Linked DNA regions of Mus musculus: all the other regions are linked to region 1. A link is a contact called in public HiCAR-type, HiChIP or PLAC-seq and promoter capture Hi-C data. All regions are on one chromosome and are shown on one strand. The core of a region is the stretch at or near the end of the contact, and the rest is flanking DNA. Distances in the headings are between cores, read along the strand shown.

The links. Promoter capture Hi-C pulls out the DNA fragments that hold promoters and counts their contacts. HiCAR-type assays count read pairs that join an accessible place to other places. HiChIP or PLAC-seq counts read pairs in DNA pulled down with a chosen protein or histone mark.
Region 2: an H3K27ac HiChIP or PLAC-seq map of embryonic stem cells shows a contact between it and region 1, with 4 times the contacts expected there. The contact joins the enhancer-like site here to the promoter of Amacr in region 1. A contact is called at or near these places in 4 of 39 promoter capture datasets (the C10 cell line, the HPC-7 cell line, hippocampal neurons and 1 more) and 1 of 115 datasets of contacts at active chromatin or transcription factors (embryonic stem cells).
Region 3: a contact with region 1 is called in a HiCAR-type map of embryonic stem cells, with 15 times the contacts expected there. The contact joins the enhancer-like site here to the promoter of Amacr in region 1. A contact is called at or near these places in 3 of 39 promoter capture datasets (embryonic stem cells, hippocampal neurons and pre-B cells), 1 of 15 datasets of contacts at CTCF or cohesin (pro-B cells) and 4 of 115 datasets of contacts at active chromatin or transcription factors (astrocytes and embryonic stem cells).
Region 4: a promoter capture Hi-C map of pre-B cells shows a contact between it and region 1, with 2.0 times the contacts expected there. The contact joins the promoter of Il7r here to the promoter of Amacr in region 1. A contact is called at or near these places in 3 of 39 promoter capture datasets (the C10 cell line, hippocampal neurons and pre-B cells).
Region 5: a HiCAR-type map of astrocytes shows a contact between it and region 1, with 4 times the contacts expected there. The contact joins the promoter of Golph3 here to the promoter of Amacr in region 1. A contact is called at or near these places in 3 of 39 promoter capture datasets (hippocampal neurons, liver and pre-B cells) and 1 of 115 datasets of contacts at active chromatin or transcription factors (astrocytes).
Region 6: a promoter capture Hi-C map of liver shows a contact between it and region 1, with 5 times the contacts expected there. The contact joins the promoter of Mtmr12 here to the promoter of Amacr in region 1. A contact is called at or near these places in 7 of 39 promoter capture datasets (the 3T3-L1 cell line, the C10 cell line, hippocampal neurons and 2 more), 2 of 484 Hi-C or Micro-C datasets (pre-B cells and regulatory T cells) and 1 of 115 datasets of contacts at active chromatin or transcription factors (astrocytes).

What each region holds. Positions count from the first base shown.
Region 1 is chr15:10,979,857-10,984,671 of GRCm38.p6, forward strand. It overlaps Amacr (alpha-methylacyl-CoA racemase), which reads left to right and starts at 1,900. Exons shown (of 5, transcript NM_008537.4): 1 at 1,900-2,197; 2 at 3,494-3,637. The coding sequence starts at 1,954. It overlaps Gm34315 (a long non-coding RNA gene), which reads right to left and starts at 1,777. Exons shown (of 3, transcript XR_383838.4): 1 at 1,696-1,777. C1qtnf3 (C1q and tumor necrosis factor related protein 3) reads left to right here. Exons shown (of 6, transcript NM_030888.4): 6 at 1-306.
Region 2 is chr15:9,211,081-9,215,895 of GRCm38.p6, forward strand. No RefSeq gene overlaps it. Among named protein-coding and RNA genes, the nearest start is that of Ugt3a1, 66 kb to the right of the region's middle. Within about 2 kb of position 2,186, at least 7 of the 459 cell types and tissues checked have an H3K27ac peak or open chromatin away from gene starts, as enhancers often do. A contact at or near this core is called in embryonic stem cells, where this site is marked.
Region 3 is chr15:9,450,390-9,455,204 of GRCm38.p6, forward strand. All of the region lies in intron 1 of Capsl (calcyphosine-like), which reads left to right. Among named protein-coding and RNA genes, the nearest start is that of Capsl, 17 kb to the left of the region's middle. Within about 2 kb of position 2,677, at least 16 of the 459 cell types and tissues checked have an H3K27ac peak or open chromatin away from gene starts, as enhancers often do. A contact at or near this core is called in embryonic stem cells and pre-B cells, where this site is marked.
Region 4 is chr15:9,527,731-9,532,545 of GRCm38.p6, forward strand. Il7r (interleukin 7 receptor) reads right to left here and starts at 2,146. Exons shown (of 8, transcript NM_008372.4): 1 at 1,931-2,146. The coding sequence starts at 2,012.
Region 5 is chr15:12,318,525-12,323,339 of GRCm38.p6, forward strand. It overlaps Golph3 (golgi phosphoprotein 3), which reads left to right and starts at 2,972. Exons shown (of 4, transcript NM_025673.2): 1 at 2,972-3,432. The coding sequence starts at 3,208. Gm52210 (a long non-coding RNA gene) reads right to left here and starts at 2,054. Exons shown (of 2, transcript XR_003951630.1): 1 at 1,377-2,054; 2 at 1-1,209.
Region 6 is chr15:12,202,715-12,207,529 of GRCm38.p6, forward strand. It overlaps Mtmr12 (myotubularin related protein 12), which reads left to right and starts at 2,314. Exons shown (of 16, transcript NM_172958.4): 1 at 2,314-2,565. The coding sequence starts at 2,485.

The DNA.
Region 1 (4,815 bases), core at 650-3,149:
AAAAGGATTAAATTTGCCACCAAAACACCATTATGCTACCTGCTATAAGTTGACACAGATAGTAACATAATTTGGGGGCTGGAGAAGCGGTTCTGCGGTTAAGAACACTGGCTGTTTCCCAGAGGACTGACTTTTGCTGCCCAGCGTTCACGTGTCACCTTACAGCCATCTTGCCCTCAGATACAACACCCTCTTCTGGCCTCTGCAGGCACCAGGCATGCCTACACTGCACAGACACACATGCAGGCAAAAAACTCGTACCAATTACAAAATAAAATTTAAAAATTTAAAGCTTCTTACTTATTTAATCTTTTTGCTTTAGGAGGTTTTTTGTTTGCGTCTATATATTTTGTTATTGTTGTTGTCATTGTTGTTGTTGCTATTGATTTGGAACAGGGTCTCATGTAGCCCAGGCTAGCTTTGAAATTGCTGTATAGCCAAGGATGACCTGGGATTCCTGATGGCTCTTCTTCCACCCTCCAAGGGCTGGGATAACAGTTGTGTGCCACATGCCAAAAATTCCAGGCTTTATTACAAATAATGCACCATGAATATCCCTCATTTTAAAAATATCTGGACACAATTGCCTATGCATAATTCATATGATTGTTCCCCTGATTAGCTTTTAGAAGAGAATTTTGGCCAGAGAAAAGATCTGCAGTGTTGAGATCTCCTATCACACAGTCTGCTTTGCGGGGGGCTTCTGGATAACTCACTACTCTGGGAGGATTTGTAAAACATTATGCTGGCTAAGACTTGTGATTCATGTGTACATGATCCTGTATGTAAGCTTAAGTCATTCAAGCCACATCTGTACCACTGTTTTTTTGTTTTTGTTTGTTTTTTTTTTTTCAGAAAAATAGAAAGGCAGCAACCCTGATAAAATGTTAATGTCTCCATGTGGAAGTCAGCCATACCTTTCCATGAGATTTTTCCATTCCAGTTTATCAAAATGCAAAGGAAATAATAGGACAGAACAAGGCTGGAGCAAGGGTAGGCACTTGAGACAGCATCAGACAAGCAGAGAGCATTAGGGACCATGTGGAAGTTGTCTGCCTTTACCACGAGGCTGCTCATTCTGAGAGAGCACAGACCCCTTTCCCTGAAATATCTTAAAACTCAGTAGCTGGTTAAAAGTGTTTTGGCTACAACTATGTAGCATTTCGCCTTTGCTTTTATTATCTTCCTCACTTGTTAAGAATGGGTATGGGAGATTTCTAGCATTCAAGTCTGGCTCTATTCAGTTTCCTAGAGCTGCATCTGGCTACCTGCAAGCTCCCCCCATTACTAAGGGAAAAAGGACCTGTAAATGAGGATGGAATATTTGTGATTATTTTGTTGCATTTTAAAGGCTGAAAAAAGTTTCTAACTCAAAATTGTAACTGTCCGTAAAACTGACAGCTGACAAACCAAACTGACTTCTAAAACTCTCCCATTTAACCTGAGATGAATAATTCTGATATCCCAGACTCTTCTAAATGCTGGGATTATCCGCGTGCACAACACCGGCGTTTTAAGCGGTGCTGGACTCCGCGCACGGATTTAGCAACTGGTCTACACCCCTGGCCCTATGGGCATCTAGGAGAGGTTTCAAACAGTTGCAGGATGACAACTAGTTTTCAGGGCGGCGAGGGAGACACCCAGTGGTTGCCTTCTTACATTGATCTAAGGAGTTGAGTGCCTTTAATCACTTACTGGGGGGTGAGGGTAGCGATTCAGGTGGCTCGATGAAAGTGTCCGAAGAGGACTCGCACAACATGGGGTCAAGGACACAACTCATGACCTAAACCAAAGTTGAGCAGCTAAACCAACTGATCCAATGCTAGGGTGGGCAGGAAGTGCGCAAGCGCGCAGCCTTCCCGGACGGGGCGGGGCGAGGCGGGGTGCAGGGGGCGGGGCAGATAAACTGTGGCTCGGGCGCCGAGCCGCTCCGCTCTCACCCTAAGGCTGGCCATGGTGCTGCGTGGCGTCAGGGTTGTGGAGCTGGCAGGCCTGGCCCCGGGGCCGTTCTGCGGAATGGTCCTGGCGGACTTCGGCGCCGAGGTGGTGCGCGTGAACCGGCTGGGCTCCACGGGCGAGAATTTTCTGGCCCGAGGCAAGCGCTCGCTAGCGCTGGACCTGAAGCGCTCTCAGGGAGTCACGGTGTTGCGGCGCATGTGCGCACGCGCGGACGTGTTGCTGGAGCCCTTCCGCTGCGGTGAGCCCTGCGGTGCTGCGAGATGACATTCCCTCCTGCCCGATTTCTCCCAGCTTCTCTGACTCCTTCTTAAGACTTTTAATTTGCTTGATTCCCCCCCCCCCAGATTTGCCTTTATTATTTGGAGGTATTGAACCGTACGAGAATCTAGTGCAAGAGATAGACTGAAAAGCTTCACATAGGAATAGAGTCATTGACCCTTTGATATGTGATATACCCATGCTCTAAAGCCATTCACAGACCATGGTTAACCTTTCTCTAATTGCTGGTATTTCCAAGTTCCAGCTTCAAGATCACCTCATTTACTTTGGGCCATATGAAAACATTGTTTTAGTGCTCTGTAGACAAACGACCAATTTGTTAACAGTATCAGTTTTGAGCACTTGCATGCTTGGTGGCATGCACCTCCATCCGACTGTACATTGGTATTTGCAACTGTCACAAACCCTGAACCAAATCTGAAGGCATTCCTTCTGTATTAGCTCAGAGAATCCATTCCAACCAGCCCCTTACTAATATTGCCTGGTAGATACCAGGACGACAGTAAATTTGACAATAAGTGGGACGGGAGTGGGTGTCTAGGCATATTTATATTTAACTCTTTTAGTTCTCACAAGCATATCTGAGGACAGTACTGTAACATTTAAGATTATGTCACAATGTAAAAATGCTCCAATTGAAGATGAGGGTGGGTCAGTGTGATTAGTTTCTTCAGTTGACTCTTAATTCTGACAACTTTCACCAAAATCACAACAAACACTGTTAGTATCACTTGCAAGAGTGTGTTTTTGGTTTGCCCCGTAAAAGGAATTATTCCCATCTTTGATTCGTGCTCTCTTTAAAAACAAAACTGATAGGTTAGGGTTATTTTTCTGCGTGTGAAACGAGCCAGTTCAAGCCAGATTAGATTATATTAAAGGCAGGTTTATTGGGAAGCTCCTCTCTAGCAGTTCACTGGCCCTAAGGACCAGGGAAGTGTCCATGGGGAAAGGAAGGATAGGGAAGGAGAGAGAAAGAAAGGTCATAGGGGGGGGGGGAGGAAGAGGAAGAGGAGGAATGGGGAGCTTAAAATGTCTGGATTGTATAGAGAAGAGCCTCTTGGGGAAGAGCAGCCCAGGTCTGGGATGGAAAGTTCAGGGTTGGGGGCTGGAGCATATGCCAGGAAGGAACTGAGGGGTGCTGCGAGGAGGACCTGGAGCCAGGTCTATTTTGATATGTGATATATGCACCTCAGTCCTTGTCCCAGGAGCAAACAAAAACAACAACCACAAAACAATTGATTGCTTTCCTCTAAAGGTGTCATGGAGAAACTCCAGCTTGGGCCAGAGACTCTACTGCAGGACAATCCAAAGCTCATCTATGCCAGGCTGAGCGGATTTGGCCAATCGGGAATTTTCTCCAAAGTAGCTGGCCATGACATCAACTATTTGGCTTTATCAGGTAGGTTTGAAAGGCTTTTCTAAAATAATTTGAACTGGCTCCAAAATCAGGAAGTACAGTTACATTGCTTAACAAGGGTTTTTTAAACATTTAATTATTTTTCATTATGTGTGTATGTGGTTATATGCATGTGAGTATGTATGCTGGTGAGAGGGTCCTGGATCACCTGGAGCAGGACCATGGTAGGTTGCAAACCCTTCTAGGTGGGTGCTGGGAATCGAACTTGGGTCCTCTGGAAGAACAGTACATATTCTCAACCACTGAGCTCTCTTTCTAGCCCCAGCCTTGATTAACACGAATTTAAAAATGTGAAGATGTTAATGCATCTGGCAGAGAGAACGTGGTTGTTAAAACGGGTTGATTTGCTAGAACTGCTGTCCTTAAGCTCTGTCCCCACCCTAACCCATTTGAGGGCTAATAATCAGTAGTAGCACTGGTTTCCTACAATTGGGAAGTCAGTTTTAAGGAAGCCCCGACTAGGAGTGAGAGGCAAGGTAATATGATGGCTGGTCACTCTACTTAGTGGGAAAGTTGATTCAGTTTGATTCTGACATTCCTTCACCACGAATCACTTGGAGCCATCATTCCAGACATCTGTGAACCCGGCTCAAAGCCCATGGTTTTCAGGTCTCGCTATCACTTCGTTAGAATCTGCATCCGTGAGGACGGGTTTTCAAATAGCCTGGCTCTATTATGTATAAGAACTGCATGTTACTGATGAAAGCAAATCTACTCTCTGTAAGAAGATATTGAAAGGTTGAATATAAACCTTCCTGACTGTCCAAAGTATAAAATGGGCTTTCCACATATTTTCAAAACTTAATTCCTGTTCCTTTTTGGGTATGATTATATTCTTATATCTCTTTTTAATAAAATTCAAAATGAATTATACTGTTTTAGAGCCAGGAAAAAATGGGTAGTAATATGTCTTCTTTAAAACTTAGTTAGTGAAGACTTTAATAAAATATTGAAAATGTCGGTTGGGATGGTTTTTTAAAATCTTTTTGTTTGTTTGTTTGCTTGCTTGCTTTTATGTAAGAGGACGCTTTGTAAGTGGACTCAGTGGATTCATAGTTTGAAGAGCATTGTGCACCGTTTTCACTTAGGGCAGTGACTATAAAAATCGGCTGTCCTGCTAAGGTATTCTTGTGTTCACTTAAAAGGGGCGTTCAATTTGT
Region 2 (4,815 bases), core at 936-3,435, 1.8 Mb before region 1:
AGATAGGAATGGATCAATTCACATTCTTATACATGATAACCACCAGTTGTGCCAGCACCATTTGTTGAAAATGCTGTCTTTTTTCCACTGGATGGTTTTAGCTCCCTTGTCAAAGATCAAGTGACCATAGGTGTGTAGGTTCATTTCTGGGTCTTCAATGTACCCCATTTTTAAATAGGGTTATTTGGTTCCCTGGATTCTACCTTCTTGAGTTCTTTGTATATTTTGGATATTAGTTCTCTACAGGACTCAACGGGCTCATGGATGAAGGGAATCTAATCAAAAACCCATCAAAGGCCTTCCACACCCGGACCATCGAGGTTAACCACCCTCCCAATACTATAACAGGAACGTCCTGGGATCAAAGCCATCCAGATGGCTAACGGCCCTCAAAAGAACATAATCAACGAAAAGCCAGCACAATAAGACACCTTCAGAGCACTGGTGCCCTGTCAGGAAAATGGTATAGCTGAGTCTTGAGGTAGAACTGTTTCCAGTTTTCCAAGAAACAGCCAAATTGATTTCCAAAGTGTTTGTAAATGTTTGAACTCCCACCAGCAATGGAGGGGTGTTCTCTTTGTTCCACATCTCACCAGCATGAGCTATTATTTGAATTTTTGATCATACCCATTCCAACTGGTGTAAGATGGAATCTCATAGTTGTTTTTGATTTGCATATCCCTGATGACTAAGGACTTTGAACATTTCTTTTAAGTGCTTCTTGACTGTTCCAATATATATATATATATAAAATTCCTCTGTCTAATGTAGGGTTTGTGAAGATCATTTCCCCATATATAGGCTGCTGTTTTGTTCTATTGACAGTGTCCTTTGCCTTACAGAAGCTTTTCAGTTTCATGATGTCCAATTTATCAATTGTTGATCTTAGAACCTGAGCCATTGGAATTCTGTTGAGGGAATTATCTCTTGCATCAAAGAATTCAAGGCTAATTACCACTTTCTGTTCTATTAGATTTACTGTATTCAGTTTTACCTTGAGGTCTTTGATCCACTTGGACTGAGTTTTCTGCAGGGTGATAGATATGAATCTCTTTTCATTTTTCTTCATGCCAACAACCAGTTAGACCAGTGCTAGCTGCTGACTCTGAGAGATACAGACACCCACAGCCAAACAGTGCATGGAGCTTGGGAATTCTTATGGAAGAGTTGAGGAAAGCATTGAGGGACTGAAGGGAATAGGAATGCCACAGGAAGACCAACAGAGTCAACTAACCCGGACTCTTGGGGCTCTCAGAGATGGAACCACCAACCAAGGAGCATACACAAGCTGAACCTAGGCTCCCTGCATATATGTACCAGATGTGAAGCTTAGTCTTCATGTGGGTCCCAACATGGAGCAGGAGCTATCCTTAAAGCTGTTGCCTGTCTGTGGTATATATTCTTCTAGCTGGGCTGCCTTGTCTAGCCTCAGTGGGAGAAGATGCACTTAGCCCTGTAGAGACTTGAAGTGCCAGGGTAGGAGGATACCTGGGGCGTGGGGGGGTGTACCTATTCAGAGGAGAAGGGAAGGGACAATGGAGGGAGGTATTGTGGGAGAGGGTAAATGGGAAGGGACACAATGATCTGAATGTGAAGTGAATAAAGAAAAGAAAAGCAATGGTGCTATGGTAATAATAAGAGAGAGAGAGGAAGAGAGAGAGACAGAGAGAGAGACAGAGAGAGAGAGAGAGAGAGAGAGAGAGAGAGAGAGAGAGAGAGAAGGGATCCTGAGACTGAGGTAGGTTGATGACAAGGAGACAACAAAGGCCACATGCCACAGACCCTCTTGGGTCCCTTGTCTGTGTAGGATGGGTCTCTAGTTGCAGATGGGCAAGGAGTTGTCGAATGACCGACAGATCAACACAGGAGATTGTGTAGAATCTGAATGTAATTTTTCAGGTCGAGCATCATACTTTTTATACAGAAGAATAACAATAAACCAGATGAGATACATCCACCGAGTTACAGTGACACAATACAAAAGGAATGTATACATCAAAAGAAGGTGGGGACCAGGTGCTGCTGTTAAGAAGGGAGCCAGGTGTAATGCTAGTCTATTGTTAAGCCCACCACCAGGGGTTCTTAGTAAATGCCTGATTTATGCTGTTTCCTTGGGCCACGTGAAGAAGCCTGTCTCAGGGGGATTCCCTAACTCTTTTATAGTGAACCCACCTGTTCGCTAGGCCATTGTGAAATTCCCTTGTCTGGGTAAGACTGGCTATTGTCTCAAGTAAACACTCTGCAGACCAGCCCTGAGCTATTCCAGCATCTGTTCTTTGTAATGTCTAATTAGTTTCACTGTCTCTACTAGAAGTAAATTTGAATGTTACTGAATAAGTAGCCTTCTCACTGAATTCCTACTGAATTCCCAGTTTGTCAGCTTCAAGGATTTTCTAGGATGTTGGAACACTGTTTAGCTATGTCAGAATTCAACCTTAAAAGGCACTTATAATAAGATAATACTAAAAGAGAGCACGTGGATCCATACACCAGACTAATGTGGGAATAGGGTGTGAGTATACGGGTTATGAGAACGCTAAAGTTCCAGGAGGTGAGTTTCCATGAAACTCTGCCTCGTGAGTGCTCCCAGGCCTCTCGGAGCAAACTTCACTGGAGTATGCATAGCATTCTCCCCCTTTCTTATTTCTCAGCCGAAGTTCCAAAATGTCCTGCCTCATCGTTGCTACAGACCTCAGGAGTGCTCTAAAGATGAGTGGAAACACAATGATTGCTAATAAAATAATGCCAATAATAATAACAAGTAGGATTATTTATTGAACCCAATCCAGGGGATTCAATGCACTTAGGTTATTTTTTAAATCTCTGGCCAATTCATCAATGTTCCAAGTGTCCAAATGACTTTTGCTAATATCTGAAATTTCTGCCTTTAACTGTTCCAAGTCATGAGAAATATCAGTATCTCTCCATACTCCCTGCAAATGAGCTTTAGTCTTTTCCCAATCAATGGTTGTATTATAAGGTAATGGGGTGACACAAATATATTGGAATGAAGCATGACATTTAGTAGCTAACCTAATCTTAATATTTGCAACATCTTGCCCTATTGCCAGCACTACTTCTTCTAGAGCGTTATCCTTTGCCTCCAATTTTTTATCTATAATATGCAGCTCTGACAAGGCTATGGAAATATTCTTATGTATATCATTAACAAAATGAGCAGTATGCAGTCACTGAACTAAGACTGTGGTAGATAATGCAAAAGAAGTTAAAATTGCAATTAAGGCAGTAATTCGTAAAATCAGAGCTGCAACAAATCTCTTAGGTCTAATAAGTTCGTTTAATCTTTTAAAAGTTTGCAATCCTGAATTCTCAAACCAAGGATCATTTCCTAACTCTACAGGCAGCAAAACATAAGCAGGTCTCTTTAGCAAAATCCTAACAGCAGATTCCTTATCTAAATTAAGATCTATACAATTAGTTAATTGACAAGAATTACAATGAATGTGAAAAGACTTGCCAAGATTGGTGATCTATCAAAACTTCCTAATAATATGGCATACGGGTAAAGTAAACAAGCTTTTACAGCTATAGGGGAGTTGGCTTGAATGGCCAAAAACAGTGTCTCTGATGGAATCTTGTCCAGTACTCTGTAGCAGTCCCTCTGCCTCAGGAATCATCATTTTTACTTGTCTCCAGGTTGACACCAGGTCAGCTCTCCTTGCTGTAGCCCATGGCAGAGATAGGAAGTTTCTTCATCTTGCTTGCAAGTGGCTGCTCTCCGATTTCCTCCTCTTCTGTGTGCTCAATACAGCTTTCCTGTCACCTCTGTCAGGGCACTCAAGAAATCACAGGTCAGTCTGTCACATTGGAAGCTAGCATGCTCCTGCAGCATTCTGTGGAAAAAACAGAAACATTGCCCCCTTTCCCCCATATTAAATATCTGAACAGGCTCATGCCATGTGCCAATAAGTGGATCCTATATCTCACCTAGACATGATTATGTCTAGTTTTTAAAAATAAAAATGTAATTTAAATAATTGCATGGGGATATAATTTCTCCCCTTTGTTTTTTAAGAAGGTATAGTTTTTAAAGTTCTACAATACCTTGTCTATGAGAATTATAAAATATCTCAGTAACATGAGTAACATTAAATTGTTGACAAAACATCTCAAATACTTGACTGTTATAGCCAGTTTCAATATCTGTTTTAATCTGTTTTGGAACACCCACCAAGTCTATTAAAAAAATTAACATAGGCAGTAACTAATTACATTTCAGTTATTTTCTCTTGTAGAACAGTTGTAACTAGAAAGCCTGAAAATTTATCAGTAGTCACATGTGCACATTTTATTTATTTATTAATCAGAAATAAGAGTAGCAATGGATTGTTTTCTCTGTCAAAGAATTGCTGTGGGCTCATAACAATAACTAGAATAAGCAGCTAATATTTGATTTCCATTGATCATAATTGATAACAATTGATCACAGAAGTTTCTTCTGCTCTTTGTAAAGCCTTTTTGTTTCTCACCAATTAATTTGAATCTCACTTGATAGCACCTAACAAAGGCTTAAGTGCCCCTGTGGTGAGTTTAAGGTGAGGTCTTAGCTGATTAACATCTCTTGGAAGCTTTTGAAAATAAAAATTTTGAAGCAAATCAATTTCTCTTTCTTAGATTTTTTTTTGTACCACAATTTTCTAGTGTAACTAAAACCCTAAATATTAAAAAAAGATATTGCCTCTGAATCTTATGGAGCAACAACTACTCCCCAGAAATTTAAAGCTCATTGTGTGAAAGCAAACATTTGAAGTAAACTTCCCTTTAGACGCATTAGCTAATAAAATACTTTCCACT
Region 3 (4,815 bases), core at 1,427-3,926, 1.5 Mb before region 1:
CAAATGTAGGGTTGATTTTTGTGGTCTTGAAAATGGAGTGATTCCTTACACATTGTGCTCTAGACCCTATGTACTCCTTAGACATTACTCCCTGTCCTTGCATTAGGAGTCCTCAGCCAAGTTGAATGAATTTAAAAAATAATAAAAATAAAATGAAGTTATGAAGTAGATATTTTATAATGATGATTATGCTGGCTAGTTTTGTGTCCAGTTAACACAATCTAGAGTCCATTTAGAAGAAGGAAGCTCAGTTGAAAAAATGAATTCACTTGATTGGCCTATGAGCCAGGCCTTGGTGCATTCTCTTGATTGATGGTTGATACTCTGGGCAGTGCCATCCTCGGCTGGTGGTCCTAGGTGCTATACGAAAGTAGGCTGACCAAGCCATAAAGAGCAAGCCAAAGCAACACTCCTTCATAGCCTCTGCATCAGTTTCTGTATCCAGGTTTCTGCCCTGTCTTAATTTCTGCCCTGACTTCCCTCAGTGATGGGCTGTGCTGTGGGTGAAAAGACAAATTTTCCCCCATTGCTTTGGCCATGGTGTTTTCTCACAGCCATAGAGTCCCTGAGACAATGATAACTTAAGAAATCTTTTTCAAGTATGTTCCATCACAAACATGAAGAGTAGTACTTAATTTTCACCCTGGTATTAATAGAAAGAATAAAGAAAACACTTCTGAAGAATATAGAGTTCATAGCACCACACTGAAAGAACAGGGAGAGTCTCACCAGTCACTAAACTTTAGCACATTGCTCTTGGCCGTCTATCCTCTAGAACTCTAGGAAATGAATTTATTTCTTTGTAAATTATCCAGTCTGTGGCATTTTATTAGGAGGGAGGAAAGGGGAAGAAAGCTGAAGAGACCAGTAGCAGGTATAAGGATCGTATAGAATAGGATTTAGAACAAGCACTGGGCCTAGACAGTCAGAAGGAGAGATGCCATTTGTTAAACCTGAGACCCCTTGCCAGCAGAGGTACCGGGTAAGCCACAGAGAGCAGTGCTGGAGAGCTCACCTTCACATGTTGGTATAGATCCAAAGCTGCAGGTTCTCCATCATGACACAGGGCAACAACAGAATATCTGAGAGGAGTCCAGGTGAAGATCCAGTATGGCTGAAGTCTGGGGCTTAAAAGACCAATAAGTCATTGCAATGAACATTTGCAAGTAAAGAAGTATGGACACAATAGTATACTGTGGGACACACTGTGGCATACTACATAGGAGATGTCATTATTTTCTTCTTGTGGGGTGATTGTAAGGGCAGAGGGCAGATACAAAGGGTTGGGGAGGTGAGTGGAATTGGGATGTATCAGCATCAGCAGGGGTCTGCATTAATGTGTGGGTCACATTAATGAAAAACTCATGAAAAATCAATAAAATGTTAAAACAAACAAAAAAAAAGCAAAACAAACCTGTACTGGAAATGGATATAAAGGCAACAAAAGTCGTGGTCACATTCCTCAGGGTGAAGTATGAGTGAACAGAGCTAGGAGAGGATCTGGAGAGAAAGCCAGCTTGCTTCTCCCCGACCTCCCCAGAATCGCTTAAAAGCCCTTCTGTCTTAACCAGTAGCCACCTGCTTTGTAGATTGCTTTCCTACTCTATTCTACTCTTACGGGGCAATGTTTTAAAGCTGCAGAACTATTACAGCAATACTAGGTCATTTGTTTTTGAAATAGTCTAATGTGATGGCATGGATGCTTAACAACTACAGAAATGCCCAAAATGGCACTTACAGGGCTGGGCTCATGAGACTGCCACCCAGTGGTTTTCTGGTAGTACACATTCCCTGTGTCTCAGGCACTAGGGACAAAGGAACATGGCAGAAACTAAATGACTGAGCCCATCACTGTGGTACACATCCCCACCAGTCAGGAGAGTAGACATTTCCCTCCTTGATGTATATTCCCTAGCCCTGCCCCTGCATGTCCTTTGCTGGGTCTTCTGTTATAAGTCTACCCTCTACCCTCTGCATCTTCACAGATTGACTCCTTTTTCTCAATTTTATTTGAGCAGACCAACACTTCTTCAGTTTCCTTGACCTCTAGTTAGGGAAACCAAGGGCACGTTTTCATTTTTGAGCACCCAAAAAGACACCTTTTTTTTTTTTGGAATTAGTAATAAACTGGACGTGGAAGAATTTGGTGTTTTGTGACATGTGGGAAAATATACTAGAGATTGCACTTCAGTGACTGTGTCTACTATTGTGTTTACAGGTTCTTTGCTATGTAGAGAGGGAGAGAAGGAGGAAGAGATGCCAAGGACCAGCCTTGGCTTGGAGAAGGATTCTGAGGAATTGGTGTCTGGGAACTGCGAAACAATTTGTGGGTCTAAGCTGGTGGCCTGTGCTCTGCTGGAGAAAGCTTTCCAGCTTGTTCTCTCTGTTCTACTTTCTCTGGAGATCTCTCGACAGCCCTCTAGGTTCTGCTTGAGACAGTTCTCCAAGCAGTTCTTTCTTGCTAATCTAAAAATTTTCTCTGCCAATAGCTCATCTCTTGCAGAACAGAAGCCAGCCTTTTATTTTACATATCAATCCAGGCATTTACTCCAGGTTCACCTTTGATTATCCTATGAATCAGCACCCTCTGACCCCAGGCTCTGTTGGAGACAGCGAGCACATTTTTATTTTAAAACATTGTAAAAGAATTCAGAGAGCTCCCTGCCTTTGTAAACTTTGCTGGGTGGGACCTTGTCCTGAAATTACCATTTCTACCACACCTGTGCCTAAGTTCCCTCTGTCCCAGGCTGACCTTGAACTCAAGAATTGGCCTGCATTTGTATCTGCCTGACTTTGTATCTTTCTGCCAAGCCAGTTCATAGTGTTGCTGCATCTGTTCCTTATACAATTTATATTGCATCCTAACATTTTTGCATAATTGAAAAATTATATATGTTTCAAATACTATATATATTAAGGGCTGTCCTGGAGGTCCGAGCTTTTACCATTTTGCTGAGACATTAGACACACCTTCATCTTCAGGACCCCTGCTATCTCTAAGTGCCATGAAGTCATTAACATTAACTGGGAGGACATTCCTTGGAGGACCCTGAAAATATGTACAACATATACAAACAAGCCTTATGCTCTTGGCAGTCACAGACACTTGTGGAGGCCCAAGTATATTGGCCGTGTCCCAGGGGCAGGAGCCATGTCATTCTGTCTTCACCCAAGGCCATGGGGACCCACAGAGGGAGGGAGAAGGAAGGAAGGAGGGAGGGAGGAAGGAGAGAGGAGGGAGGGAAGAAGGAGGGAGGGAGGAGGGAAGAGGGAGGGATAATTCAGTTTGCAGCCACCAGGTAGTACTAAGACAACCCAATGGAGTGGAGAAGTGCAGGTGGGGCCTTATTGAATCTTTATTCCCTACAGGTAAGCCTAAACAGAACCTTTAAGAAGAAAGGAAGAAAGGAAGGAAGAAAGGAAGGAAGGAAGGAAGGAAGGAAGGAAGGAAGGAAGGAAGATTAATGCAGAATAGACTTGATAAACTTGTGTGTGAAGTTTGGAGAAGGAAGACTAATAAGAATCATGAACTTTAAATAAAAGAAAAAAATCTGAGGTTATAGGAAAGGACACATGTTTGCTTTCTTGAGCAGGAAAATAGTAAAGATAAAAGGAAGACACATTTGTCTCTGTCTCTTTTATCTATCTATCTATCTATCTATCTATCTATCTATCTATCTATCTATCTATCTATCTATTATCCATTCATCTATTCATTTGTCCATCTATCTTTCTGTATGTTTAAAAAATTCCTTATGACACATATCATTCTTTTCTCTTTTCACGTGATAGTCAAAATAAATTTATCTTTATTGTAAAAAAAAAAAAAAAAGAAAGAAAGAAAAGAAAACAAGAAAAAGACATGCTCTCAGAAGCAGATCCCTGCAATTGCAACTTTCCACATCTCATCCGACAAGAACGCTGGAAATCCTGGCTGAGAACTCTGTCAGGGGCAGCAGCCAACTGTACAAAAGAGCGATGGAGTGAGCAAGCCAGCTTGGCCCCAGTGCACCAGTCTCCTTTGTGGCTGGCTACTCCACTCAGCCTCTGTTCCAGATCTCCCAGTCACTGCCTTCTGCTGCTCTGTGGATATCCCCTTCACTTGCCATTGTGTGTGTAGCTGGGCGAGGGTAGGGAGAGGTAGAGGCAATCAACAGCTTTGTAACCCTAGTCTTCCCTTCCCCTCAAACTCCCAGTTCAGTCACTTGCCATTTTAAATGAATTCATCACTGTCCAAAGGGTCCAGCTGTCATATTGGATGCACCAGGCTCCACTTGGTCGCACACCTTATCTTCTGTACCTTCTCTTCAATTCACCCACAGGGTTCTCTACATCACTGTTCTTTCCTTTTTGTAAGCACTGTAGTCCACCTTCATCCCTTAGTCTCATCCTAAGCTCCTTTGAATTGGAAGTCAGTTACCTGGCTGGTTTTATACTTTCCCCATCTCTCCTTCCAACACTTCCTTTCAGTCTCCACCAGCCTTCCATGGTTTGGTTCAGCAGTTCAGACCACTTGCTGCCCTTCCAGAAGACCCTAGGTCAGATCTCAACACTCATGTCAGGCAGCTCAAACCTACCCACAACCAGATTCAGAGCGTCCAGCTCTCTCCTGTCCTCCTTGTGTACCCTTACACATGTGACATACATGTCCATGGACACATACAAAGGGAATGAAAATAAAGATTGGTCCACTTATGTTATTTACTCTTCTGCTTTGTCCAAAGCATGTGGTACAGCAATCGTCTAAAATATATGGTGCTCTGCCTTGTCAGAGTCTCATAGCTCTAGCCTTGATAACTTTTACCTTCTATTATG
Region 4 (4,815 bases), core at 896-3,395, 1.5 Mb before region 1:
AGTTCTCAGTAAGGGTGAGAGCTCTCCCAGGAGTCTTGGAGAAATCAGTATGAAAGGCAATATGTGAATTATAATTATGCAAATATACATGCAGCATTTGGAGTTTTTTTGAAAAAAAATTGTAGTATATCAATGGAAGCTTTTATTCTTACTGTGGTTTTGACATTATGTGGAACAATGGTCACAGTGTTCAATAGGAAGCATCTAAGCATTAAGTAAAAATTCTAGGTATAGAAATTTAAAGCATTTGGAATACATATTCTAAGTAAGGCAGTGTCATTTAGAAGACAGTGATTACTTGATGAAGAGCTTGAACTGTCAGGGCTTTTGCGGTTCCCTTTGCTTGATTTGACTATCCTTTAGTTACTAGAAAATTGACTAGTAGATTGCTGCCAGCACAAAGTGGGAGGTATCGTGACATGCCTATGTGACGCATATGGGTGGTTATGATCATCAATCTAAAAACATTTCAAAATTTAAAAAGGTGAAGTGAAAATCCTGTTTAACAGCAAGAATTTTTACTTTTTTTTTTTTTTTGTAAGAAATAGCATGGCCAAGAGGGAAGCATAGGGGCAAAGGATTGTACCAAACAGCAGCATGGTTCTCGTGCTTCCTGCCAGCTATTTGCACACATTTAACATGAGATAATGACTCTCCCTCACCAAGTGACTCATGCTCCGTCATGCTGAAGAGTGTGACTCCTCTGATGATTCTCTTCATAAGAACATGCAAGGGTTTTCCATCCTTGCTGATTACAAAGTAAAGTCACACAAATATCTAAGCTTAGGATGCACAACTAAAGGCATTTGACTGAAGAGCTAAACTACAGAGCTAGGCTGATGTGTATTGATACTGTGCATAAAGAAAATACAGATGTATTTGATACAAGCTTATGCAATGTAGCTTTAACTGGTCTGGAACAAAGATGATTTTTCTGTCTCAGCCTCTTAGGCTTCAGGACTACAGGGATGTACTACTGCACCCAGTTTAGGAATGCACATATAGGCCAGCCATGGTGGTGTCTGCCTTTAATCCTAGCACTCAGGAACCAGAGGCAGGATGCACACACACACACACACACACACACACACACACGCACATACACAAAGACACACACACACACATTCCCCTTTTAATGGTGTGTGTGTGTGTGTGTGTGTGTGTGTGTATGAAAACAGTTTAATTAATTTGTAGAAACAAATTGGAGATTCACATTCCATGTAGCTGCTGTGTCTGCCAGAGACGTTTGAGTACAGTCCTGTAATTAAAATGCCTATTTTTAAGAAGTCAAGGTCTAAGTATTTTATGGATTCTGAGGAGAATTATGATGACCATATAATGGATTCTCTGAATATAAAAGCAACCCTGTGTATTTCAAAGAAGACACCTTCCTTAGCATACTACTGAATTATTCATCAGCAATCTAACATGAATCTGCCAAAGCTAAAGTATGTTGAAGAAATACATTATAGAGTAACTTCTAAACTCTAGACACTAGAAATACAGTTTTGGTGAATACACAAACCTCTCGTTTCTGGCCATTAATTTATCATGGGTATCTAGGGTTTTAGAACTCCATAAACAGTCAAAACAACAATGGCTTGATTTTTCAGTCTAATACAGTTTTGGAAGCGATCATCCAAAAAGCTCCAACAAAGAACTGATATGAGGTTTCTTTTTTGAAATTACCAGCATACATCCACATTTATGAGCCAGAATTTGAATGAAACTCAATGCTTCTTGACAGTTCTTGAGAGTTACAAGCCATTTGCAGTATTGTCATCATTCCCTCTGTCCTGGTGATTAATACCCACAAAACAACCTAATTAGTGCTAAATTCTTGCTTGCCCTGTTAGAGAACTGTGTAACTTGATCATATATGCTACAGGTAATCTGAAATCCTTTAAAAAAGGAGTTAGAAATGACTCACCATCCTGGGCATTTCCACTTTCTCCAGAAACAGCTTGAATTAAGCAGAAAACTATAGCGAAAGCTCTACCCAGAGCCATCATTCTGAGAGAGAGAGAGAGAGAGAGAGAGAGAGAGAGAGAGAGAGAGAAAGAATAGAGAAGAAGCACGCTTGTATGTGCAAGTGAATGAGAGAGAGGGAGACCCAAACCAGCTCTGTGCCTGCTAAACCACAGACAGGGAACTATGAACATCACAGAAGAAGGCAAGTGCCAGAAACAGGAAGTCTGAGCAAAAGGATTGCTGCTGTAAGCAGAGGTAGAGAAAACGGAGAGGTAGAGTGTGACTTTTTTTTTTCCTGCATCTTGGTATTCCCTGAAGCTCCTGAACTTAACTGCTTACTTTTGAGCAAGGTGGTAGACTTCAAGTGATGCTTCAGATGATCTCAGGGTCCAATGTAACAGGATCACAAGGCCAAAATCCACACTTACGATGCTCCTCAGTTGGTTGGGGATGCTCTTGTTTTAGGAATAATGATGCTAGGATAGAGTTGTCCCACTTAGGGCTGAACCCTCAATGGTCACGCCCAGTTCTCTGCTCTCTGAGAGAGAAGTGAGAAAAGAGCTTCTCTAATGAGAGGCAAGGCTGCACTATTCTATGGGTATAAGGACAAATGTCTAGAAGACAGTTTGATACTCTGTCTTTTAAACAAACAATAGTCCTGTGTTTTCCCCTATGCTCTAAGACCTCCCTGGCACGGGTTCGTGGTCAGATTTATAGTACCAGCCATGAAACACTCCCCTCAAGAACTCAGGGAACACCATGGAGGAGAGAAGGAAAGATCAGAAGAGGCAGGAGCCAAAGAGAAATACAGTGAAATTATCTATTATAAAAATAATAGGATCTTTGTGTTCATAATTTCACAGAAGCTATGGTTGTGACACAAGACTGGCATGAGATCACACCAATCCACATTCCAATATGGACAGAGCAGGTGTTCAAGAGGCCACATCCCTAGCTGAGGCCCTCCTGGCAGGTTGACAAATACCAGGCGATTAAGAGTTAGTTTTCTTTAAAAGTGTGTCCCATGGTAGGTTGCTCAAGCTCTAGTGGGCAGTTATACACTCATGAGCACAAGAGCTGAACTAAGTAGGTTCTGTGGATCCTTTTCTTAAATCATTTTAAGAATTGATTAAGTTATTTATTTATCCTAAATTCTGACTGCAGCGCCCCCCCCCCCATCCTTTGCTCCCAATCCCTCTTTCTCCCTTCCCTCCAACCTTCTCTAACATTCTTCCATTTCTCCACAGAAAAGGGGAGGCCTCCCTTGGATATCAACCAGCCTTGACATATCAAGCTGCAGTAAGACTAGGCACATCTTCTTCTCTCGAGACTAGAAAAGGCAGCCCAGTTAGCAGAAAGGCTTCCAAAGGCAGGCAATGTAGTCAGAGACAGCCCTGGCTTCGGTTTTAGGAGTCCCACATGAAGACCCAGCTGCACAACTGTTACATATGTGCAGAGGGTCTAGGCTTGTCTTGTGCATGATTTCTGGTTGAAAGTTTAGTCTATATGAAAACCTATGTGCCCAGGTTAGTTGATTCCGTAGTATTTCTCAATGTGACCATGACCCCTCTGGGCATCTTCAATCCATCCTCACTCTCTTCCATAGGATTCCCCAAGTTCCACTTAACGTTTGGCTGTGGGTCACTGCATTTGTTTCCATCAATGCTAGGTGAAACCTCTCAGATGATAGCTATGCTAGGCTCCTGTCTGCATGTATAGGAGAATATTATTAAGAGTGTCGGAGTGGGCTCCCTCTCATGGCATAGGTGTCAAGCTGGGCCAGTCATTGGTTTGCCCTTCTCTCTAATTCTGTTTCATCTTTTATGCCCGCACATCTTGTAGGTAGGACAAACTATGAGCTAAAGATTTTGTGAGTGGGTTGGTGTCCCAGTTCCTCCATTGGAAGTCTTTTCTGGTTACAGGAGATGGGCATCTCTGGGACTAGCTAGAAACAAGGGCAATGAAAACTCCCAGGAGTCTATGAGGGTGACCCTAGCTACGACTCCTAGCAATGGGGATATGGAGTCTGGATAATTAAAGAACTAGAGGACATGAAACTGAGAAGGAGAGTAGGTGTTGGAATGCGGTAGGTAGGGAAGACAGGAGGGTGGTTATGGTTTCAATATCCTCAATACATATATACAGTTTCTAAAAACAAAGAAATGTACAAAATAAAGATTTCATCTTTCATAAGCTATTAAAAGATCATTTAAAAATATTTTTTACACTCAATCTTTCAGTGTACAAATGTAGCCATTTTTCTCCTTTGAGTTCTATATATCTCTAGTATACACCTGTACTTAACTATTAAGTACAGGCACGGAGAAATTATTAAATGCAAGTGTTGGCAAATTATGACTCAGGAATGGAATTTGATCCTTTACCTTCTTTCATAAGTAATTCGTTGTTGGAGTCCAATGTTACCCATTTGTTGTGTACTATCTGCAGCTGTTCTCATACATATAGTAGAGATGAGTGGGCAAAGAGATGATATATAAATAGTAAAACTTACACCATCTGACTTTAGAAAACTTCTGATCTCTAAACAGCTACATAAGTACAATCTCAGAATATTTAAAAGAGAGTTTCATCATACTGGTTATCAATTTTTCTTTAACAAAGGCTTCACATAAACTTTATTGGCTCCAAGGCATGTAGGATAGGTGTTGGAGGCAGTCATTATTCAGACTGTGGCTAAACTTGTATGCCAATCCACTTTGTTTTTAACATGGCCTCAAGATGAATTGGTGCTTTTTGTTAAGAATGGCTGAGATTTTGATAAAGTTGGATTATTTTCTTTAAGTTCATTATCAGGGTCCTGTCATAACTAGATAGATGAGTGGC
Region 5 (4,815 bases), core at 1,722-4,221, 1.3 Mb after region 1:
ATGGAAGCTGTAGTGTGTCACAGTGTGTCCCACAGGACACCCTTTTGCCCAAATAGCTTTACTTGCGTATGTTCATTTTAGTGAGTCATTGGTCTGGTTCGAGGCCTCTGGCTGCCTGCTGCACTGTCACTGCTGGATCCTCACTGGGATTCCTCTCAGCTCTCCTCTTCTGGCCCCGTGTCATGGAGATCCTGCGGCTTTGGGTCTGGACAGCCAGCCCCTTCCGAAGCTCCCGAGCTCCAGCAGTTCATCAATGGGGTAGATGTTGGAGTTGGTCAGCTCAAAGCCCTGGATCAGCCTGGATGGCAGCCGAGTTGGTCAGCCCACCCTCTTTCCTGCAACCTGTATTGTACCACCATAGCCAGCTTCCCTGCTTTGCCCAGATGAAAGGTAGGGACAGCTCTCCTGCCTACAGTAGCAGTCAAGGGTCAGGCTTGGCTCTCCTGAGTTCATGCCATTGGGGCCAGCTCTCCTGTGCCCACACCACCAGGGCCAGCTCTACCACGTTACCCCCGTGAGCTCCTGTCTGTCCTCCCCAATGCTGCAGCCAGCGAGGGGTGGGACCAGCTACCCCTAGGAATATTTGTTTCTTAAATCTTCCTCTCCTTGCTCCTCCTTTTCCTTCCTGCTTTTCTTTTTCCTTTCCTCTCCTTTTCCTTTCTTTTCTCTTACTGGGTATGTTAGGAAATCTAATTGGTGAGGAGGGTGCCTTTGGCAGACCCATGTAAAAGGGTGCCCCTGAGAAATTCCACCACACAGACCTGGTGTGAAAGATATTCAGGGAAGAGAGTGGAGTGAGAGCCTGGGAAAGCAGAAGAGGCAGGCAAGTGGGTATGTAGACATGCAGACAGATGGCACGAGGGCAGAGAAAAGGGTGGGGGGCGGGGGAGAGAAAGAGAGGTGTATTATCTACATGGAAAAATTAATGGAGAAATAACAGGAAAACAGGAAAATAAAAAGAAGCAAAATTATTATAAAATTTGAATTGGAAAAATCACGTACCGGCAAGTGAATAGATAGAACCAGATATGGATGGGGGTGGAGTGGGGGGTGGGGGTGGGAATCAAGATGTCTACCGCTGGAAGTTTAAGCCACATTCAAGGTGAAGGTGATGAGGATTCACATTTAAAACAACTGCAGCTGGGTGCTGCTGGTGCTCGCCTTTAGTCCCAGCTTGTGGCAGAGGCAGGATAAACCCTGTTTCCAAAACTAAAAAACAAACAAACAAAAAGCCCTCAAAACCAAAGCAAATAACAAATTGTGATCATTCCTTAGGTACTGCTCCTATCTCATCTATCTATCTATCTATCTATCTATCTATCTATCTATCTATCTATCTATCTATCTAGTGTGTGTTTTATGTCTGCTGTTCTTACCTGTTCATGAACTTGTAGAGGCCAGACGTTGACCTCAGGCATCCTCTTTAACTGTTTCACAGGCTTCCAGGATCTGTCTTTCTTAGCTTCCTAAGGCTGCTATTACAGGAATGTACTTGGTGCTCATGAGTGCTGGGATTTGAACTTTGGTCCTCACGCTAGCTCAGCAAGCTGTTGACCCACTGAGCCATTCGCTGGGCCCTCACACTGTTTCTGAGGCAAGGCTTCTTATTGGGACCTAGGCACTTACCCATTTGCTTGCCCATGTGGCGAGGCTCACTGGCAAGGAAGCCTCCAGGAATCTGCCTCTGCCTCCCAGATGCCAGTTTCTAATTTGTCCTCAAGTACTGTGCCCACTGACTACCTCCCCAACGAAGCTTCACATCTTACCCCATTTAAAAAAAAAAAAAAATCTCCGCAGGGACAGGAGCAACTAGCCGAACAGGCAGAGCCTGTACGCACAGCTTTGTGCTTTTTGGATTTAACCTTCTGAGTTAAATAACCATTTAATTTACAAAGGACATTTAAAGTCAGTTGGCAAAGAATGACCAGAAAGGTGAAGGAACAAAAAGGTGACGTGAATGGGAGAAACTGGCTGAGGACACATTTTTTTTTTTTTTTTTTTTTCAGGAAAAAGGGAAGGTAGCTTGGGGCTGTGGGTGGGAGGACCTACTGGGACTTACTGTCCCCGTAGGAGTTGAGACAACGTATTTGGGCGCGGGGAATATTCTGTCTAAACCTGGCTTACTCACTGCGTATGGTTACTGTTTATTTTAAATAATACTGGACAGACCTACGATACCGTTTTTGGATAATGTTTTCTCATAAGACCCGCCCTTCTACTTCTCCAAACCCTTCTCAGGTTTGGCAGTTTTTCCTTTAACTTGATTTGCACAAACTGCCAAAGGGATTGAACCTAGTAATTACATCGAAAATAGATTTAGGGCTACAAAGACGTGGCATGAAACTCAAGAGGTTTACTGTCGCTATAAAAGAATCCTAAGGTCGGCTGTCCTAACAGTACAGTGCGCCCTGACCACTTTACAGCCGCAGTCGGAGGTAGGAAAGTTTTACAAACACAATTCGTCAATTTGTTTAACCTCTCTACGCCAGAGCACAGTACATGAACAGCTTTAAACGCCCGAGTGTAGATGACTCCTTTTGAAACTCGGGAGTTTCACAGGCGAAGAGCCAAGTCCTCCCCGTAGGTAGTGAGGACCCGGGCTATAGTGGCTGATCCCCAGGGATGCTGAGGTCTCAGTGGGGTCCGCCCTAGCCTGGCCTCGGCTTCTGGGATCCAGGAGAGATCTCACTGGTCGCTGGCGCCAGGCCGGACCTTTAGAGTGAACTGAGAGGCGGATGAAAGCCGGGCAGGTCACCGATCGCAAACCTTTCGTCTCCAGACTCAGGGCCACTAGCGAGTCCAGAAGCTCAAGTGTCCGCCGAAGTGGGAGGCGGCTAGCCACGCCCCCCGCTCGCGCCGCTTCCGGCACCCCGGCCCCGCCCCGCGCCGGCGCTGCCACATCCTCCGGTGACGTCAGCGCGCGCCGCCATATTGGGAAGCGCCACCGCCGCCGCCGCCTCCGCTCGGGCTCCTGGGCTGTGTGGGGGGCCACAGCCGCGGGCTGAAGGCTCCCTTGTGTACCCCATCGACGCCCGGCCCGCCGGCTTCGCCCAGCTCCGGCTCCTCATGACCGCCTTCGGCCCCGCAGCCCACGGACATCGCCCCAGCTCCAAGAATTAACACGGAAGCTCCCGGGGCCGGGGCCGTGAGGGAGAGCCGGCCGGTCCCGCGTCCCTGTCGGTCCGGCGCGGCTCTTGTGCGGGAGCCATGACCTCGCTGACCCAGCGGAGCTCGGGCCTGGTGCAGCGGCGCACCGAGGCCTCCCGGAACGCTGCCGACAAGGAGCGGGCGGCGGGAGGCGGCGGCGGCAGCGGCGAGGACGAGGCGCAGAGCCGCCGCGACGAGCAGGACGACGACGACAAGGGCGACTCCAAGGAAACGCGGCTGACCCTGATGGAGGAGGTGCTCCTGCTGGGCCTCAAGGACCGAGAGGTGCGGGCGCCGCGGCCCCGGCCGGGGTGGCAGCCGGGGTGGCAGCGGGACCCGGGTGGCTCCAGGTGGGGCCCGGGTGGGCGCTGGCCGAGGCCTCACCTGTCCCTGCTTCCGGAGCCCCGCGCCCCTGAGCGCCCTCTCGTCCCAAGGAGTGTGGGAGTCAGCCCTCTCCGGCTGCGCTCCGAGTGCTCCCGATCCTCCCGGTACCAAGTGCTCGCTTGGGTTTTCCCGTCCTCTGCTCACAAGCACTCTTAGTTCCGAAGTCTTGGCGATCTTTGCGTTTCTTCTTCTTCGCCGTCTGCCGCAAATAATGGCAACTCCAACCCAAGACTGTTGAGATCTAAAGACTCGGGGCTACCGCGGCTCCCAAGTATTGAGTTTTTGCAGGTTTTAAGACCCGGGAGAGGTTCGCGGATCTACTTGCTGTCGGCCCTCTTTCTTATGTAAAACTTGAGTTGCGGCGCGCGGTTAAGAAATTAGCAAAGTTGTTTTTACTGGGTATTGTTTTAAAAAGTCAATACTAAGTTGATATAAAACCTAGGAAGTTACTTTTTGGATGAACTTGGTTTGAGCGAGCGATGAGTTAGTTTTGCGGTTAGATCTGCTGTCGTCCTTTCCGTTTTGCCATTTTAAGGGAGGGCTTGTGAAGAGCTGGGAGGAATACCAAGTTTGCGCTTTGATGAAAGACTGCAAAGATTTAGGTAGGCTTAAGTTGTGTTCTGACGTTTGGAAAGGTCACCCCAGATATTTAGGAATTTCACACATATAAGTTGAAAAAGTGCAAGTGTCCGTCTTTTAAATGTCTGGATTCTGTAGTTAATGTTTGATTGATTTTATTAATACCCATCCATCTCTAAAGATGATTATTTTTAAGGGCAGACTTGCAGGATTGGATGTTTCATAAATCATGTATGATGAGGTGGCCCGGAAGTTTGTTTCGTTTCAGTGTGGAAACTCTAGACAACACATTTTGAGAGTCAGACAGAAAGGTATTGGATCTTGTTTTTAAATACGTTTTCAGAATTCAGGAAGGAGGACAAGAAACAAACCAGAACAAAACTCAGTTCATCCTATAAAACAGTTTTTTAGTTCCTCAGACTTAGCAGCGGTAGAGAGCTGAGTTTTTCCAGGGACTGTTTGTGGTTCCCGGATATTAGATACTACCCAGGGAAGTGCTTCTTGATGCCTTAATACCATTCAGCTTGAAGACACTTAATGGCCCTCAGGCTGTGAAAGGGGCACAGTACCTGTTTAATTACAGTTATTATGAGGAATGCGGTGGTGTGTGTTTCATTTTTAGTTGTGGAGTGAAAAGCTAGATGTTAGTGTGTGGCAATGCGATTTTAGAGAGCATTCACTTAGGAAGTAATTAGATTTTGAAAG
Region 6 (4,815 bases), core at 1,064-3,563, 1.2 Mb after region 1:
TTAATCCTTCCTGGAAATGCTCTTGTAGAACTGCCCATAGGTGTGTCTTTAGTTCATTCCAGATTCCATCAAGTTGACAATCAAGATTACCCATCAAGGCTGGCGTGACAGTTGTGGAGTTAAGAGCACTTCTTCTTAACCTGAATTTGTTTCTCGGCACCAAAGTGGGGTATTACCAGTGCTCATAACTACAGCTTCAGGGAATATGACACCCCCCTGACAGATAGACACACACATCAAAATAAAATAAATCTTAAAAAAGTGTTTAAACAGGCAGTGGTGGCACACGCCTTTAATCCCAGCACTTGGGAGGCAGAGGCAGGCAGATTTCTGAGTTCGAGGCCAGCCTGGTCTATAGAGTGAGTACCAGGACAGCTAGAGCTACACAGAGAAACCCTGTCTCGAAAAACCAAAAAAAAAAAAAAAAAAAAAAAAAAAAAAAAAAAAAGAAAAAAGAAAAAAAGTGTTTATCAGTGAGTGAAACATGTATGAGTGGTGTACTCATACCTCTGCTTGTAACAGAGTACCTTACAGTTGATCGTTTATACACAATACAAAATTGCTTCTCACTGTTCCAGAGTCTAGGGAATTCCAGAATCAGTAGATTCCACGTTGGGAAGAGTGGGCCATTCAACGATGACACATTTTTTTTTTATTTTAAGATTTATTTATGTGACTACACTAGCTGTCTTCAGATACACCAGAAGAGAGCATCTGATCCCATTACAGATGGTTGTGAGTCACCATGTAGTTGCCGGGACTTGAACTCAGGACCTCTGGAAGAGCCATCAATGCTCTTAACCACTGAGCCAACTCTCCAGCCCAGAATGGTGACACATTCTTGCTGAGTTCTCTCAATGGGGGAGGGTTAGCCAGAACCCTCTGATCTCATAAGGGCATTCCTTCAAGGCTCAATAATCTCCAAGTCCACTTCTTCCTCACAGTATCACATGGGGGAGGGGGACGGACACAATCAGAAGAGGGTGGCAAACCAGCTGGTTTTTTGGTATTTAAAACGTTTCTTTTGTTGGCTCCCATTCCTGGGAAGTGTACAGACCCAGAGACAGTGTCAAGTTTTCAGAGTCGTATTACAACAGGGCTTGACCTTCAGCAGATGTTAAAGATCAGGGTGATCTAGTAACACTTAACGTTAGCTTGACGGCCGGCAGAAAGGGACATTTGCTTGGTGAATTTCTATCAAAAGCCAGCATTTCTGTTTATGGGTTGGGTCAGATCCTGGAAACAAAAGCAACAGAATCTGTCTGGCATATCGGAATCAGAGAGGTCACCTCTCCTTCCTGGGAACCAACGTGGAAAAGCACAGTTAATTGCTAGGTTTTGAGAGGAAGGTCTTATTTGTGATCTAGGTTGCCTGGGGACTTCCTAAGTAGTCCGAGCTGGCCACAAATTCACTATCTTTCTGTCTGGCCTTCCAGGTGCTGGAATAGCAGGTGTGCACTAACCACCCTTCCGTGTCACTTGTAGTACTTAGTTGGGAATTTTAAAAGAAATACAAGGGGGTGGTGCAGTTGGTCAGACTAAGGCATAGCAAGGTGCCTGACACTTGAAAAATTAACTGCAAATGTTTATTGGCTTTTCACAGTAGATGGAACAACTTCGGGTGAGCTGCATCGTATCTTATTCTTCTAACACAATGCTCCACAGGGAGAATTCAATTTGGTCTTGCTCACGCGAGGCAAGTGCCCCAAAGGTGGAATTCAAATGAATAGAAATGAATAGTGTGTGTGTGTGTGTGTGTGTGTGTGTGTGTGTTTTATTTGCTATCTTGGCTTAATATGAGAGGTTTGTCGATAACTTGGGAGAGCAGATAAGTCTTAAGGGCTTTTGATATCTTACCAGTTAGAAACCAAGCGACAAACAAAAGAAGTTTGAAGTTGAACACAACATTTTACGTCACTTTAGTCAGTTCCTATCCGCTCTGTCTCTCTTCATTCGTCTAAAGTCTGAACGTCGTCGGTGTGGTTTTGAAGCTTCTGCGGAGGCATTCTGTTCAGCAAGCTGAATTTCAAAGCTGCTGGCCAGTAAAAGAAGCAAAATGGGTAGAACGACTTGCCCGCAACAACTTAGCGACGGCAGGACCATTGGGCAAATGGCGACATTCTCGCTAGCCAATCGTGGGGAAGCCCGGAGAGAACGCTCTCCGCATTGGCTAGAGCAAATACCTCGGCCAACAAGGGGTGGGCGTGGCCAGTCCCATGCTGTGGGCGGGACCTCAGCCGGAGCAGAGCGAGCGGCGGTGGGCGTGTCCCACGGTCGCTAGGCGGGGCGCGTGGCCTGGGCGGAGCGAACGGTGTCAGCGGCGGAGCCGGATGCGGGCGGTACTGCTGCCGCCGCCGCGGCCCTAGGGATGGGCGGAGCCCCGGCCGCTGGTGCTGGTGGCCGCCGCCGCTGCCGGAACCTGAGCCGGAGCCGCCGCCTCTGCTGTCGCCGCGCTTCGGCTTCGTTGCTTCGCAAGGCGGCGGGATGCTGGGGAAAGGGGGAGTCGGCGGTGGCGGCGGCACCAAGGCGCCCAAGCCCTCCTTCGTGTCGTACGTACGCCCTGAGGTGAGAGTGCGCCGGGCGAGCGCGGCGGCGGGTGGAGCGGCCGGGGCAGGGGCGCTTCCTGCCGGGGTGCCGGGCGGGGCGCTCTGGGGCCTCCCGGGCTGGCCGCGGCCCGGACCCCTGCGGCAGGCCGGGCAGGTGCTGGGGCAGGGCCCTGTCGCTCGCCACCGCGCCTGTGGGCGGGAGCCGGAGCCCGGGAGGTCCGGCGGCTCCGGCGCCCCAGGTATCCGGGAAGGGAAGAGAAAGCTTGCGTGGTCGGGAACCCGACGGGGTTCCCCCGGCAGCCCGCAGCCCGGTGTGTGTGCTCTGCCCGGGACTTTTCTCCGCGAGTCCTGAGAGTTCGTCTCTGTCGCGGGTGGTGCACTGCTTTGCGTCCGCGCTGCTGTATGTGGGTCGGCCTTGGCCTCTTTCGGTGTCTGCCCAGAGCATCCTCCTCCCGCTTCTTCCCATTTCATCTCCCCCCTTCCAAACTGCAATTCTAGTCGAGAAGTGCATTCACTCGGGAAATACTTTCTGCGCTCCTACTGTGTGCCAGGTACGATCCTGGAAAGCTTGTGCTAAGTATCAGTGAACAGAACAAAGATCGAGCTCCTTGGGAGCTTATGTAAAAAGAAACAAACAGTCAACGATATGCGATTATTAATTGTATAGTACTTAGAAGATGGTGGGGACAAGGAATCCTTTCATTCTTGCAAAGGTGGTATTTCAGTCAGGACGTTAGAGGACGTTAGGTCTAGGTAAGGAGTCCTGGACGGCCCCAGGGAAGGCTGCCAGTTCTGGAGTTCCGTGAATGAGGAGGACATTGAAGAGATCAGAACTAGAGCATGTTGAAGACTTCTGGAGCAGTCGTTCCTTACCTTTTAGTAGACTCCTTCTCATTTTCGATTTGTGAAAGTTGTGTGCGGTTTTTTTTTTCCCTGCTTTTGCAATTTTGTTTGTTTGTCTCTCGATTATGTAGCCTGGCTGTGCTGGAACTCACTATGTAGAGCAGTCTGGCCTCGAAGTCACAGAGCTCTGCTTGCCTCTGCCTCCCGAATGCTAGAACTCAAGGTAGTACGACCATGCCTAGCTTCTGCAATCTGTCTGTGTGCAGGTAGATGCTCTACCAAATTTACTGCCTCCAAATGTCTTCCCACTTCTCACTTGCTAAGGTGGAAAACAGGTGGGCCTGAAATGAGATATCAGAGACCTGGGGCCTGCAGCATTTGCATGTGTGTCTTGAAATCAAGGCATCTAGTGGAGAGTACTAAAATGGAACCTATTTTCAGTCGTAATTTTCAAATAAAAACCACTTCCTCTGTCAGAACTTGATATGGAGAGACAGGGTCACCTTACATTTCACCCTGTAGTCCATAGAGGTAATGTGGTCAGGTTCTCTTTGTCTTTCTTTGATAGCACCCTAGTTGAACGCTAACTGCCTTTGACCTTTAACCTTTAACCTTTCTCATTTAGTGAGAGTAAACTGCAAGTGAAGAGTCTTCTGAAGTCTGGCCAGAGTTCAAGAGTGCGCCAGTCCTTCATCTGACTGTGCAGTTTTTGCCATCAGCGCTGCTCTGTCTCCCTTGAGAGGCAGTAGGGAAAGTGGTAGCTCAGCTCACTGGACTCATGGCTTTGGGGTCTTCTTAGAGGGCAGCTTTGTGTTTTTGTGTCTAAGACCGTGCTGTGAGGATGCTGTGCGTCTTTGTTGTAGTTGGTACTGGCTAAGATTCTCTATTCAACTGTGCATGGTTTATTAAAAGACAATGGTGGGAGGAGGTGAGAAAACAGCTTATTTTTAAGTAGATGGCTTCACTAGCCATCACATTTCCGGAAATGGACAAGCAGCACTGAGATGTTGCTTGCGTGTGACCCAGAGCCCTGAGTCTGATACCTTTCTGGGTCACCTTGGGAGAGCCTCAGAGCACTTTTATGAAGACTGGCATCCACTATTTTTACTCTTCTTCATCTTTGATTGTACTATCTGCCTGCCTTGTGTGTCCTGCGGGTGGTGTGGTGTGTGTGTGTTTTATTTTGGGTGTTTAGCTATCCCACTCTGAACCATACCACTCTGTAGAGACCCATTGTCACCTGACACCCCTTTTCCCTGCATGCAGTTCTGGAGAGAGAACACAGGCCTCCACCATGATAAACAAGTATTCTACCACTGAGCCCCAGGCCAGCCCGCCTTTCTTTGTACCACTTTTCCTAGCTGGTGAGTTTGCAGTTTCTGAGATGCTTTCTTGTTGGCGGATGACGTCGGTGGCCAGAACCCTT